2 separate regions of the Anser cygnoides genome follow, and region 2 is linked to region 1. Evidence: chromatin contacts called from public Hi-C data. All regions are on one chromosome and are shown on one strand. Each heading gives the region's core, a stretch centred on a gene start, on an enhancer-like site or on the middle of the called end of the contact. The rest is flanking DNA. Distances are from core to core; before and after follow the strand shown. Region 1 holds the start of SOD1 (superoxide dismutase 1). Region 2 holds the start of MIS18A (MIS18 kinetochore protein A).

Region 1 (7,425 bases), core at 1,835-4,334:
CTCTTTCAGTTCAAAGGATTATTAGAATTCGGTCCTAGGGAGGACCTGAAACTGGCAGGCTGACCCACTTTGGGGGAAGAAGTGCTGTTGTTGCCTAGCCAGGTAAGCCAGCAACACACAACTTCTACAGCTCACAACCCCTCCGTGCTGGTGGAAGGTGACTGCCTGCTTAGAAGGGAGCTCTCAGTTCAGTCTCTGAGCCTTTCCTGCACATACAAGGCTGGGTATAAACACTGCTCCTATACGTAACTTTTACTGTATAGCACAAGTCAGCTATTCTGCAAGCAGCCGCAGGCTTTAAGCTTAAATAGGATTAGTAAAAGCGGTTTGTCAATCACTAGGTCAAAGGGGACGCAATAAGAGCTGGCTGAGTTCTAACCAGCACTAGGAATCGTTCTGAGACAAACTCAAGTTTGCCCAGTGTTTTTCCATACGGACAGCATGACACCCTCCTACACAGTTCCAGTCACAGCTGGTTCGCTACATCTTGCTTTAAAAATTAATCCTCAGTCAGCTCAGTTTCCACAGACCTGCGGGTCATTCCAGTGTCTTGTTCCCTGCACATCCACCCCAAATAAAGCATTCACTCGAAGCTGGTGTTCTGCAAGACACTGTGGATCCAGAGCCTCCAACACCAGCTTGTTTCTGACAAACTCTCCGTGCACAGGGCGACCAGCTCAGCTACATGCCGACTACCGGCTTCTTGGAGAGCAGGGTGCAAGTTCCACGTTTTTAACACAGCCCTATAAAATGAGGACAAGGGCAGTTTTCCCTTTAGGGATTTGTTTGATGTAAGCTTTCAGGAAATTTTACTACCACCTGCCCCAACTGCAGACTGACAGTCATGACCTGGTTCTTTTACCTTCGCAGAGAAATCCCCAGCCTAGAGCTGCCTGAGCAGACAGTTACACCAAAAGCAGGGTCTGACAAAGCAGGCCCAGCAGAAGCCACAGTGTTCATGCAGCTGTGACCTTTAGCACTGGAGCATTCGCGGGCCTGTGAAGCCCGTAAGCACATCATCGCATCCTGCTCTCAGCCAGGCAGCTGGCTAGCAGCCAGCCTGCTTGAACTGCTCGCTCCGCTATGGATTGATCCATCAGAAGCTGCAAGTACAGACTTGGATGCAAACGCTTGAAAGCCCGACCAACACCGCAAGTTGGCCACAGCACTGGTCCAGAACTGATGACCCCCCTAAACCACACGAAGAGCCTGTGTGCAGCTCAACAGGTGATGCTTTAGGGCCTGTCGTCAATAGGCAGCCCCAAAACAGAAGCAGAGCACCACTGACTACATAAGGTATTAACACATGAATTCTCTCCCCTTTTCACTCATATCCTAAGGAACACTCACCAAGAGCCCTTAGTTGTTCTTCTCCCCAGGCCACAATATAACCAAGAATGCACTAGAAACTACATTTCACACACTCTGGGAGCTAAGGTCTCTACAACACTGCCCTACAGTTACCAAACATTGTTAACTGACCTCAGAAGTCCCGCTGGAAGTACTAGTTTTCTCCTAGAACTAACCCAGCATTATTCATGAAGTTGCCTTCCTAGCACAAAAATGCAGCTAACCTGTAAGAGGTCAGACCCCTCAAACTCACCTCTCTGCATCAGTTGGTCCACCATGCTTCTTGCCCTCAGGATTGAAGTGAGCACCTGCACTGGTACATCCTGAAACAGAACGCAGCCAAAGTAGACTTGTTGCAATAACCAGCTTACATCTGCTGCTCATGCAGTGTACCAGGGTAGCACTCCTGTAGCCCACACTAGTAAAATCATTAATGAAACAGCTACTCTCCAGCTAGGTCCACTGATCCTTTGGATATAAGGAACTATTACAATGTCAAACATTACTCCAAGTTCACTAAATTAAAATTATTCATTCCAGAGTGTTCCAGGCTTAGATGCAAGTGTTCTCATTTCTTAAGACTAGAACGTCAAAGTATTTAGGTTAATGCTTGATATAGTACATCTTGAACACTAGCCTAAACATGTTTAATGTACTTAATAAGAATCAATTCCTTAGGAAACACCATATTTCTTAAATCAGATTTGCAGTCATGAAACCTAAGTACCCTTAATACTAGTTGCTGCTGTAACACTAAAAGCTCTTTAAAGGTGAGCAATCACAGTACAGCTGTAACTCAGAAGCCTGAATGTACATCTTACCATTTGTGTTGTCTCCAAATTCATGGACATGGAAGCCATGATCTCCATCAGACAAGCCGCTGATTCTTCCAGTAACTTTTACTGGTCCATTACCCTGTAAGAGAAAGAGTTTATAACTGCTGAAACAACCACAGCAAAAGGCTTCACGTCAGGTGAGGCTTCCTAGACAACCTAAACCAACAACCTAAAAACGCCGCTGTAAGTTCAGCTACCAACATAAGCAATTACCTTGCTAAACTGAGTCCATAAGCCAGCAAAAGTAGATTTTCTATGAAATGCTGTATTTAGCCACCTAGAACGTTCTTATTAGCTATCACCAAGCAAGAGGAACCACAGAACAGCTGAGGTTGGAAGGGACTGCTGGAGGTCACCTGCTCCAGCCCTTGCTCAAGTAAGGCCACCTACAGCTGGCTGCCCACTGCCATGCCCAGGCAGCTTTCGAAGACCCCGAAAGAGGAAGGTAACAGATTTATCAGGTTATTTCTGAGGCTGCTCCCGCCTGTTTACAAGCACGAGCAACCCAAACGCCACTCCTCCTCCACAGACTGGCCCATAGGCAGCCTCACCTTGCTCGGCAGGTCAGTGCCTCGTGCACTAACGGTCACAACGGTCACATCCCCACACACCCCCAAACCCCCAGCGGTGAGGTGAGGAGGGGAGGGCCGGGCCTTGCCGCCCGCCCCTCGCCATGACTCAGCACCGCAGCCCGGCAGGGTCGCTCCCGCCCGCCGCCGGCCACAACCTGCTGCTGGAAGTGGATGACGCCCTCCACGGGGCCGTCCCCCTTCATCACGCACACGGCCTTCAGCGTCGCCATGTTCCTTCCCGCAGTGGGCGGAGTGCAGCGCTACCTCCACAGCCCCCCAGCGACCGAACGCGGACTGAGGGGACGGCCCCTCCCGCCAACCTTATATAGAGTGCCCGCCAGCGCCGCGGCCAATCAGAGCGCGCCCTCCGTTCTCCTCGCGCAGTCATAAGGCTGAGGATCGATCAATCAAGACGCGGAGGGAGGGAGTTGTTGCGCGGGAGCCAATGGGCGGCGCCAGCCCGTGGGCCAATGGGCGGGTGAGCTGTCCCCAACCGCGCGGCTGTAGCTGCGCATTGTGTAATGGCGGCGCCTCGGGCGGGCGGTTGGGGGGGGGGGGCGTGTCTCCATGAGGTGTTTTCTGCACTTTTATTTATTTTTTAACTATATCCTCACTCCTAGAGGCTATCTTGCAACATTACCGCAACTTGAGTTATATCACATCGTGAACTCCTGTTTAAAGCATGAATACTGCCCTGAAGTTCCCTCTGAATAGCTTTATATTTCAAAATAGCCCTCCTGTCCAAAAGATGTTTGGTTCCCTGTACAGAAAACTCAGAAATACAATCTGAAGCTGGTGCTGCTCAGCTGCTGGCCTTTCTTGGTGTGCTGTAGGCTTTTTAGAGATGCCTTTGCACGTAGACTACCCACAGTGTAACAGGCAGGGTATCCAGTAGACAGCTCTGCTTCAGGTTGAGTCTCTTGGTGTAGCCGTGGATCAGTGCTGGAGAGAGGCGACAAAAAACATTTTTTTAAAAAAGAATTATCATTAAAATACATTAATCACAGAATCTTGACAATCTTCACTCACACCAACAAAAAGAATTCCCCACATCATTATATCATCATAGACCTGACACAGGTAGACAACCTACAAACATCCTGCCCTTTGTCCCTCCACCACATTGCTGCACAAATTCTCCACAGTTATTACACTCTGGCAATGTCCAGTCCATGTTTTGCCCATTACCTCTCCTGATTATCTCAAATTCCTCAAACCCCACATTGGGCACCAGAAAGGACTGTGGTGGTTTAATGCCAATGAACAGCTCAGCTGGCAGAGAAAATATGAAAAAAGGCTTATGGGCTGAGAAAAGGATGGGGAGATTGCTCACCAATTACAGTCACAGGCAAAACAGTATAGGGAGATTAATGTAATTCTTTGCCTACCAATAACAGACTAGAGCAGTGAGAAGTAAAAGCAAACTAAAAACACCTTCCCCCCGTCCACCCTGTTCTACACCCCCCCTGAGCAGCTCAGGAGAACAGGGAATGGGGGCTGCGGTCAATCCCTGACGCTTCGTCTCCTCATGGTCACTCTCTGCCCCTGCTCCACGCGGGGTCCCTCCCACGGGATGCCGTCCTTCCTGAACTGAGCCTGCGGGGGCTGCCCACAGGCAGCAGCTCTTCAAGAACTGCTCCCACACGGCTCCGTACCACAGGGTCCATCCCCCAGGAGCAAACTGCTCCAGCACGGGTCCCCCACGGGCGGCAGCTCCCCCCAGACCCCCTGCTCCTGCGTGGGCTCCTCTCCACGGGCTGCAGCTCCGGCCCGGGGCCTGCTCCTGCGGGGGCTCTCCATGGGCCGCAGCCTCCTCCAGGCCACATCCACCTGCTCCACCGGGGGCTCCTCCACAGGCTGCAGCGTGGAGATCTGCTCCGTGTGGGACCCGTGGGCTGCAGGGGGACAGCCTGCTCCACCAGGGGCCTCTCCACAGGCTGCAGGCAAACTGCTGCTGCGTGCCTGGAGCACCTCCTGCCCTCCTGCTGCGCTGACCTTGAGGGCTGCAGGGCTGGTGCTCACTCCTGGCTCTCCCAGCTGCTGTTGCACAGCATTTTTTTCCCTTTCTTAAATCTGCTCTCACAGAGGTGCAACTAGCATTAGTGACTTGATGGGCTCGGCTCTGGCCAGTGGCGTGTCCCTTTTGGAGTCCCCCAGCTGCCAAGCCCTTGCCATGTAGATGCAATACTGATGCACCTTAGACTCTAAGGGAAAGTTAACATCAGACTTGAGGAGCATGCACCTTTGTACTTTTTTTTCAGAGATCTGCAACCGTTTGAGTGTTTTAGGAATAAAAGATTGCATTTAATGAATTCCCTTGGCAAACCCACGTTGCTTGTTTTCCTGCTGCGTTGCTGAGGGAGACATTAAATCAGAAACACAAAAATGTTTTTAAAGTTCCTGTTACTTTAGGAAGTCTGTGTATATGACTGAGAGGTAAAGCACTTATAGCCCAGGTAGTCTTAAGACACCTGGCTGAGAATTCCCTATGGCCAGGGAAGAAGTACAAGGTTTGTTTCACACATTAGGCTTAGCCATGAGTCCTAGAAGCTTAATAAGTCCTGTTGTTAACTATCGTTTGAATGGTGTGTATCTCCACTTGAAAAAAAAAAAAAAAGGCAGAGGAAACAAGAAACATAGAGTTTTTGTCTGAGAGAAGAGCATTTGTTTAATCCTGGAAAGAATCCTGGACTGCTTCCTATCTGGGAGGCATCTTGGCACTGCGAGTAGTTCAGCTCCCTGGAGTTTGTTTCTGATGCGCCTGGAGAGCAAAGGCTCTGTAAACTACTGGTGAGCAAACAAATTTGTGTGCATGGCACAACCTGCAGCATCCTGAATGCTGGCTAGATCAAAAGGAAAAATTCCAGTGCCTGCAGGGCAAATTTCATTTGATTTTTTTAATGGTTTGTAAACATGAAAGGATAGTAGTGACTCATTTTCCTTTCATTCACCTCTGGCTTCTTGTATCACTATCTTTTTTGTCAATGTCCTTTCATAAAGATGGACATCTTGAGTGCTGTGCCATAATACTTTTTCTTACTTTTAGGCCAGTCTCCAAATCCACCTACGTTTATATCAGCCAGGTTCATTCCTTCCTTCCTGGAGGTAAATTTTCAAGATCTGCCATTCTTATGCCTCTACATGAAAGCAGGGCAAACAGAGGGCTAAGAACCAGATGTTGCCAGGCCTCTTAATATTTCAAGTGAATGAGTTCTAAAAAGTTATTTCAGAGATCACATTAGGCAGCAGCAATGGGCAGTTTACCTGTGAAAAAAAGCCTGAACCCTGAGATGCCTGCTGCCTAAGTTAGACAGAAAGCAGCCAACAAAGATGACACGGTAAGAGACAGCATGGTGAACAGATCAGCAGTGGAAGGCTAAAGGAGAGAGGTAAATTTCAAGGACTAATGTACAAGAGTTTCTGTGGCACTTGGAGAAAGAGATCAGTAATCTTATATAGTTCATGGCCGCACCCTTTGGAGTGTTTTCTGTTCCTCTTTTCTTTCACAAGTGCAATAGAAATGCAAAAGTATTGGTTTACAAGTGTATTGTTTCACAAGAGTCTTATACAAGAAGCTAGGGAAAGGTTTTTGATTTGCTTTCTCCTACGTACTTCCTTTTAACTCATTTACCTTCTGAAGTCTCACCAATAGGGAACAGTTTTGTGAAAAACCCACCACAAAGAAGTGGAAACAGGGTGTTTGGTAGCAATTCCTTATTTTAGTGTTTGGAATATCAGACTCAAAGGAGAGAGAAAAGAAGAAGTGCAACATGTGATTGCTAACTTTGATAGCATGAACTGAGGTAAAACAAGTTCCAGCCAACATGAAAAACAGCATGTTGTCTTTTACAACGCTGCCACCTTTGTTTGACATCCCCTTTTGCCCCATAACCTTGTTCTGCTGTCCTGGCTTGGAAGAAGTGTAGACTTTGGGCCTGGCTGCATCTTTATAGATAAAATGGTGATAAAGGGGGCTGACCTGGAGCCCAGAGGGGTGAAACAAATACAGGGGGACAGACTTAGGGCTAGGCGGACACACGGTTTTCCCTATTCACCCTGTTCCGCAGTTGCCTGCAAAATGCATCTGTTTTAACAAGGGAGTGAAGCACTTTTTAGTGTGGATCAAAAGGTTTGCTTGCACTGCATAATGGTAGACATACAGGTATCTCTGAAGGGCTAGGTTTCAAGAGAGCCTTGGTTGTCTCCTAATGTTCTTGTTTAAAGGACAAATGAATTATCATGTAATGTAGGTTAATAGAAGTCTAATCTACATAGAAGCTCATCAACTTCTGGGCAAAATGTGCGTAGAAGCAAAAAATCCCAAACCCTTATGTACTGTAAAAGCATGGCGTATCTCGAGCATAAAGCCCCTCCAGCAGATTAACGTGCAATCAGATCAAGATTTTATATGAATTAAAAAATTAGAGACATTTTGAGGGTTGTGATTCCCATGGCAGCCATAACTCTGACACCTTGTGCAAATACATAGTATTTTTACTTGTGATGAGTCTTATGGGAAGATGCAGGGTGAAACTAAGATTGTGATGGTAGGTGTCATTCCGCATCATCTGAGCTTGCGTGCATAGGTGCTCCCCCATCAAAATCACTGATCATGAATCTACATTAATGCTGTTTTTATGTTTATTCCCTTTTATTAAGAAAAGCAA
Region 2 (7,425 bases), core at 3,478-5,977, 220 kb before region 1:
AAGCCTTGGAAAGGCTGGGTGTTGGGCAGGGCACAAGCCGAGAAATGCCCTGAATTCATCACTGGCTACCCACTTAGACTGAGGTGAAAAAGAAGGGTCATTGACTCCAGAGACAAATATTGACCAGGATAAAATAAATCTTCTATCTCAAAGGACAAAAAACATTCATGTTCTTTGAAACAGGTCCAGTATGTTTGATTAGGTGTTTCTTTGTGAAAAAGTTCAGAACGTGTTGTCATCAGAGCCACCAAGAGATTAGGGGGAGTGATTCTAGCTCCTTTAAACCTTAAACTAGAGCTGACCCAGCGGAAGTCTTATCAGAGAGCTGAATTTTGGCTGGGCTACTGAGAAATGAGAACGTGCAAAATGACTTCTGGAGCATCAGCTTATTTTATGCTCCCTCTTTTAAACAAAGTTTTCCTGAGCTTTAATTCAGAGGAAGGTAAGTTAGGATGTGAGGGCAAATAATTCCAAAAATTAGGGGAGACAGTGACTGGGTGCTACTGGCCAGTCCCAGCTCCTCAAGGGAGAATTGTTGACTTCCGTTTAAAAAAACTAAACCAAAACCAAAAAGCTCATGATCCAGGAATATTTTGAAAAGCTCAGTATTTAAGTGCTCAAAGCCAAGTGGACAGAAGTGAAGAGCTGGAATTTATAGCACTCCATACCAAAGCTATTTTATTTTCATCTTTTAAGAGCAGTTTTAGTATGATCCATGGAATTCACTGAAGCTAATTGAATTTGTTTCAGATCTCAGGGGAAATTTGAACTCACGAGGGATAAACAGAAACTTCCTGACTGTTTTTAAAGCCTTGCAATTAGGATTTTTCTGAACTGGGATAACATATTTTAACAATCTATAAAAAGCTCTTCGACTGCTAACTTTTACAGTCACCTTTTGTATGGGTGTGTATATGTTTTAAATATCAAATTAGTTCATGGGCCAATTAAGCTTTTTATTATTTTTATTCAAAATAGATAGAAGTGCACAATGCTACTAACAGAAAGCAAGACCAAGTCTTTATAGCTGGATTTAGGCTCATTTTCATGAGACAAACATGTTCTCACCATGCTTCAGGGGCAGGCCACATAACAGAAGAAAGAAAGTGCAGAGATTCAGGACTCTGTTTTACATTAACTAAAAAAAAAAATATAGGGCAAGATAGAATTAGGGAGTTATCATTCCATCCCAAGGGTTATGACAAATGTGTAATTTATTTGGGCTGATTCTGCAATGCAACTAAACAAGTGCTCAAGTCCCATTGCAGTCGATCACCAGAGGCCCTCTGGAACGTCAAGCCAGTGGATATTTTAATACTAGAGATATCACACATTTTGCCAAACTTGGAATGTTTATGGCCCTATCTAAGGAGAAATTATCACATATCATCTTCAGCACAAAGGGCAAGGATTTGCTGAATCTAGTTTGTTTACAGAGTTCCAAGCACATGAAGACAATAATCCAACAGCAGTTTTTGACAATATATGAATGTAAAGATTTTGTAAAGATGGGAAAACCTACGAAGTATCTTCATTGCTTGACTAGCCCTTTTACTCAAAGCAAGGAAGAAACTAACCAGCTGCAAAATTATTATAGCTTGCTGTCCCAATGGTATTTGGAGAAGGAAGAATAAAAGTACTAAGATGACGCAGTGTTCATTCCTCCTGGACCGCTGACACGGAAAAATGTCTGTTTTTATAGGAAGCACAAAACCCCCAAACCATCAGTTTAACTTCCCTGCCTATCAGGAAACCAAACCCAACATTTGTAATTTAGAAATTGATACAGCCAACGTGGGCTTTTTAAAGTCACAAATCACGGAGCAGAGCTCCATTTTGGCACGCAGCCTAGAAATACCTTACATAAGCAGCCACCCCAGGGGACACAAATTGCCTTAACATTAGCCTGCAGAGAAGAAAAATAGTATATCCCACACCATACTATTTCCTCTTTCTTCTTCTTCTTTGCCTGGGAGATGGGCAGCTGAAATACGGAAGCCTGGTTTCCTGCAGATTTGTTTCTCAATGCTGAGCCTAAGGGCAATTTTCTTGGTGCCTAACAGGGCACGATCTCTGCCTGCAGCTTTTTGGTCAGTAGAGGTCTTCGTTCACAATGTTCTTCCTCCATTGTTCAACCATCAGCTGTAGGAACTTGTAGGAGATTTTATATCTGGGAGGCCTCCACTCCTTTGTTATTCAGTCAATGAGCTGAAGATGCTGAAGGAGCAGATTGGATGTGTAAACACAAAGTATGGTCACATAAGTCACCTCCTCAGAATACAAAAAGACCTGACAGGTGTCAGACTTCCTTCTGTCTTCAGGGTGAGAGAACGAATACAAAAAAAATCAGTAAGAGAATGGTTTACTCTGTTTTGTTGTTGTTGTTTTGTTTTTAATTGAAATAAGGCTTATGAGATCACTCATAAGCACTCAAATAGGTATGTGGTGATTTCCTCTATGAAACTATCAATGAATTTCAATTAAATTTAACAGACGGGGAGCATCTTCTCACAGAAGCAAAACTTCTACAAGTTTCAAGAAAACAGGCAGCTGGGTAAAGAGAAATATCCTATAAATGACCATGGAGGGAAATGCTGCAACACAAACTCCACGCCTCTTATCTATCAGGGACTCCATATGTTAAAAACATGATATTAATGAGGAAAAAAAAAAAAAAAAAGTTGAGATTCCTGAATTCTGCTAAGCCAGCCACATACAGGGGACTTACAGCCTGCTATAGTTGGCATTTCAGAGGTTTCCTGGAGCAATCTGGGGGCAATTATCTGCCGTAACTTTAAAATTACGAGAATTAGAAAAGTGGTGTAAAGCTGCTCATAACCTGCCTGTTCCCAGCAGCACCAAATGTTGCTCTGCAGTATTCTAGAGCAGGATTTTATATACGGAGGGCTGTGGATATTTACACCACCTTATTTAAGGTATGTTACTTTTGGTACCAAAAGTTGGAGGCAATAAATGCTAAGCTCATCAGAGTGGACAAAAAAGCTTTTCTAGAGGCAGTGACTACCATACCCATGTAGTTGCAGTTTTCTTCAGTTAACTGAATACGGACCAGTAAAGCCCACAGCTGTATCACTCAGACAAGGATACAACCACAGGGAGAGACTTGATAGGAATCGCAGGACAGCATTGCCCACAGCCTTAGCGGCTCAAACATGCCTATATATTCTTCCTGATCTTCATCAATCCATCCAGCTATAACTGTTTAAGTTAATCCCTCATGACACAACTGATTTTATTTTAGTAAACCCAAACCAACGCAGTTACATTAGAAAAACATTGACTTAATAGCAAAAATACATCGCTATGCTATTGTGCAAAACCAAGTATGAAATTGAATTAGCTGTCCCTAGCTGAATTCAGAGAATATTATGTCACATTAGGCACTTTGAAAATAAACTCCTAAATCCAGCAGAATCAGCTTTCATGGCAACAAGTGTTTAGATGATAACGTATATTACTACTTCATCTTACAATTCAGTAGCAGTAAATCACAGGAGGAAAAACAATAGAATATATTTTCAGCTTGTTGTTCCTGGCTAGTGGAAACACAAACGTCTTCCTTTACCAAGGTTTTAAATATTTATCAGTTGTAATATAAGCCGTACGTCCCAAGACAAAACAGGGTAGTCTTACAAAAAACTGTGCTCATGCAGTCAACTTTTCTGGGAGCAGCAAGCAGGTAGCTCACACCCCACACTACAGGTTTGCACGGCATAAGGTTTACACTTAGCAAATGGTTAAAAATAATCTGTCCTTCTAAATAAGAGTTAATACCAGCAGCCTTACAGTTTGAAGCACTGTGAGGCACAGCAAAGAGCTGCACTGCTAGCAGTAAGTGCTGCTGGGGCACAGCGCAGGTAAGGCAGTTGGGCACGCAGTCCATACAGACCACGTACACATAACTCTTTCTTACAAAGAAGCAAAATCAAGTCAGGGCGACAAGCTCTGCAACATTCTGCCCGCTGTTTTTTCCTGTGCTGGATCGGCACCTACCGCTCAGCAGTACTTACATTTATTAACCTTCAGCTTCCTTCCATCCACTGGGATCGGGTCTATGTAGTCCCAGTAATACTCATAGGACCAAAAGTACTCAGACGAGTTGGTTCTGTTGGCCATGTCGGGAGTGCATTTTAAACCAGCTCAGTACTCCAACCAAATACTTTTTTTTTTTTTTTTTTTTTCCCCTCATTGTGCTTCAGCGCCCTCAGAAAGAGGTTGCGTAAGCAATGCCTGTGTAAATCACCCCGCAGCTCAAGGACTGCCTTGGTGCCGGACAGCGCTTGGCAGAAATTGATATCGAAGCCTGACAGAAGAGGGACAGCCGCCTTCAGGCGTGACCCTCGCTCCCCGGAGGGCTGTTAGGGTGTTCCTAGCACGCCTGGGGCTGGCAGGGACATGGGGAGCGCTCAGCCAAGCAGGCTGGGGATGGGATGGACGCATGCCAACGGGGTCGTGGAGACTGAGAAACCAACGAGGCACCCTGGGGAGCTACGGGGAAGAGGTTGGTTGGGGGAATTTCTGGGCACAGTGTGCTTAGAGAGGAATTTTAAGGTCCCCCTGACAGAGGGCAGCGCGCCAGGCCCCATGGGGCACACCCTGTACAGAAACCCCCTCACAGCGACCTGCCCCGGCCGCCATTTTGGGGCTGCCTCAAGGCAGGGGCTGGAGGGGGCGGGGCCTAAGCACCAGGGGGCGGGGCCACACCTGGGAGACGCGCCCAATGGGGCGTGGCCACGAAGGGGGCGTGGCCATGTGCAAGAGTGGGCGTGGTTACGGAAGGGGGCGTGTCCACAAGCAGAGTCCCCGCCCCCCCGAGGACGCTATTGGCTCCGGCTGGCGGGCGGAAGCGCGTCACGGCCGTTTCCGGCGCGGGCATTTCGAAGGCGGGCGGCATGGCGGAGCTGGACTCGTCGCTGCTGGAGGTGGGCGGCGGGTGGGATGCGGCGGCGGCGGCGGCGGGGAGGCGGCCGCAGCCTCAGCCGCAGCCACCGCCGGCCGGGCAGGCGGAGGGCGACGAGGAGGACCTGATGCCCATGGTGTTCCTGTGCGCCGGCTGCAAGCGGCCCGTGGGCGACACGCTGAGCTGGGTGACCAACGACGAGGAGACGGGCTGCGTCCTGCTGCGCAGTGAGTGCCGGGCGCGGCCCTTAGCGGCCCTTGGCGACCGTTGGCGGCCGTTGGTCACCTCTCCCCTCGCCTCCCCGCAGGTGCCTCCGCCAGCGTCTCGGTGGACAAGGAGCAGAAGCTGTCCAAGCGGCCCGGCGAGTGCGGATGGTGAGGCGCGGCGCCGGGGGGGCAGGCGCGAAGGAGCCCTGAATGCTCTAAAACCAAGTCACAGTGGGTGACCCCTTTTTTGAATAAGGGTGGGCACCGGGGGCTTTCTGTCTTTATTTTTCTTCCTGCGTAAGCGTTATGTGTTTTCCTTAAAGCATGATTGAAACGTTGTTCTGCTCTGGCTGCTCAATGACGCTCGGCAACATCTACAGATGCACCCCGAAGCATCTTGACTACAAGAGGGATTTATTCTGTTTCAGCGTTGACTCGATTGAAAGGTAAAGGCAGGAGTCTTATCGCTAAGATAAACCTCGCTCTCCAGGCGTCATATTGAAGAATGCTGCTGTTAACGTTCTTAGCGCGCGTAGGGAGAGCTGTTTCTGCACCTTGTTCCAGAGCAGCTTTCTGTGTTGCTGCTGCTAGCATCGTGGCGCTGAAGTTGTAGCTGCACCATCTGTGTAATGTTAGACAAATCCTAGAAAAGGAAAGTAGCAGGGTCACCTGTATAAGAAAGAGCATACATCCTGTGAAAATTCCTGTAAACAACACAGGAGGGTTCCTTCTCAGTTTCTCAGAAGTGAGTACATATGTGCTCTGCTCTAGACAACAGAAAAAGACCTTGCAGTCATAAGTAATACCTGCAGTCTGCTGACTACCTGCAGTCATAGGTAATATAAAATATGCCTGGCTCCAAACTATTGGAGGTGCGTGTCATCAGCAGAGAACACAGGCACGGGGGTTTAAGCAGAACTTAAGCAGAGGTCTGAGGTGCATTGGCTGGTGTTCTCTTTCCTCGAGAAGGCAGGTAAAAGCAAATCTTAAGACCGAATGTGTACTCCTATGTAACTGTTTTACAGTCAAAAACTGTCTAGAAAATGAAGGTCTGCCATTATATTGGTTTTATCTGATTTGTAGCACTTGAAACTGGTCTTAAATTGTTCCTCCATAACTACATCCAGAATTCAGTCCCCACACTCTTATCTTTTATCAGAGCATTACTACAGTAACACTAATAAGCTACTGTTTCTCCTGTGTGGGCTTGTTTTAGCATGTTTGCTTTTTACTAAGTTTCAGACTGTTCTGCTGAACCTGTGTGGCTGTTCTCCTTTCTACTCCGAATACTATCTTCTCGTCTTTCCACAACTATGATATTTTGCTTTTTACATGGCAGTAAAAGTCTCTGGAGGACTGTAACATGGTTGCAAAGTGACATTTTCTTGGAGAGTAATGATAATGGCTAGTTCTCACAGCTAGTGCTACATTGTTCTCATTGTTTTCTTTGTAACTTCTAATGGTGTCCTGTAGCACTGACTAACTTTTGGAGTTCTGGCTTCTCCAAGTGATGATGCCTTGGTAGTTTTGAACTTAAAAAACTGTTTTCGTTCCACCAAACAGTTTGTTTGCAAGATGACTAATTTTTTGTTGTTGTTGTTGCTGGAATCATTCTTCTACTGTGCTAGTGTATTAATCGTAATCTTATAATCATCAAGAATGGTGGATGAATCTTACACTCTTACGCTCATTCTTCTGCCTTCAGAGTGAAAAGTGCATGATCTAAACTGTAGCATATCAGTTACGTTTTAGGATCTTCAGAAAAGCAGGCTGTTACTGATGAAGAACCTTTAACTCTCGAAAGTCGAGCTGCCTTGGAAGAAGCACTAGAAAGGGTAAGACTTAATCTCGCATCATTCTTTGTGTATGTCACCACTATGAAATACTCCTTAAATTGTTCCTGCAGAGCAAACTGTAACAGATCAACTCTGTGGGTTTTAACATATGCTATCACTTCGTGCTATTTGATTATCTTAGGCTTTCAGTAACTTCCTTTCTAATGTTCACATTAATTGGCATTTTCTATTTATCAAATACAGCTTTAGATTCCTGTCTGTCCATAATTAGAAAGACAGCTTGACTTGGCAGTTCATAGACCGGCCTGGGTTGGAAAGGTATTTGAAAGATCATCAGGCCCAACCTTCACATTTTCATTCAGCCTTGAATCACGTCTCTTCTATAGGATTGTCTTGCATTTAAACTGACTTCGTGCTTTTGCTCTTACTTTGTATTGAGATACTGTGTAAGGAGTGGTATTTTGCTCCACAAAGCAGTTCTGATTGCAGCTGGGGACAGTTG

The links. Hi-C and Micro-C count contacts between places; a contact is called where the count stands out from the background.
Region 2: a Hi-C map of liver shows a contact between it and region 1, with 2.3 times the contacts expected there. The contact joins the promoter of MIS18A here to the promoter of SOD1 in region 1. A contact is called at or near these places in 2 of 7 Hi-C or Micro-C datasets (both in liver).

What each region holds. Positions count from the first base shown.
Region 1 is chr1:112,633,835-112,641,259 of Taihu_goose_T2T_genome, reverse strand. It overlaps SOD1 (superoxide dismutase 1), which reads right to left and starts at 3,084. Exons shown (of 5, transcript XM_013192917.3): 1 at 2,914-3,084; 2 at 2,172-2,265; 3 at 1,604-1,673. The coding sequence starts at 2,988.
Region 2 is chr1:112,856,440-112,863,864 of Taihu_goose_T2T_genome, reverse strand. It overlaps MIS18A (MIS18 kinetochore protein A), which reads left to right and starts at 4,727. Exons shown (of 5, transcript XM_048071514.2): 1 at 4,727-5,148; 2 at 5,229-5,295; 3 at 5,451-5,573; 4 at 6,869-6,962. The coding sequence starts at 4,914. It overlaps MRAP (melanocortin 2 receptor accessory protein), which reads right to left and starts at 4,657. Exons shown (of 3, transcript XM_013192843.3): 1 at 4,032-4,657. The coding sequence starts at 4,137.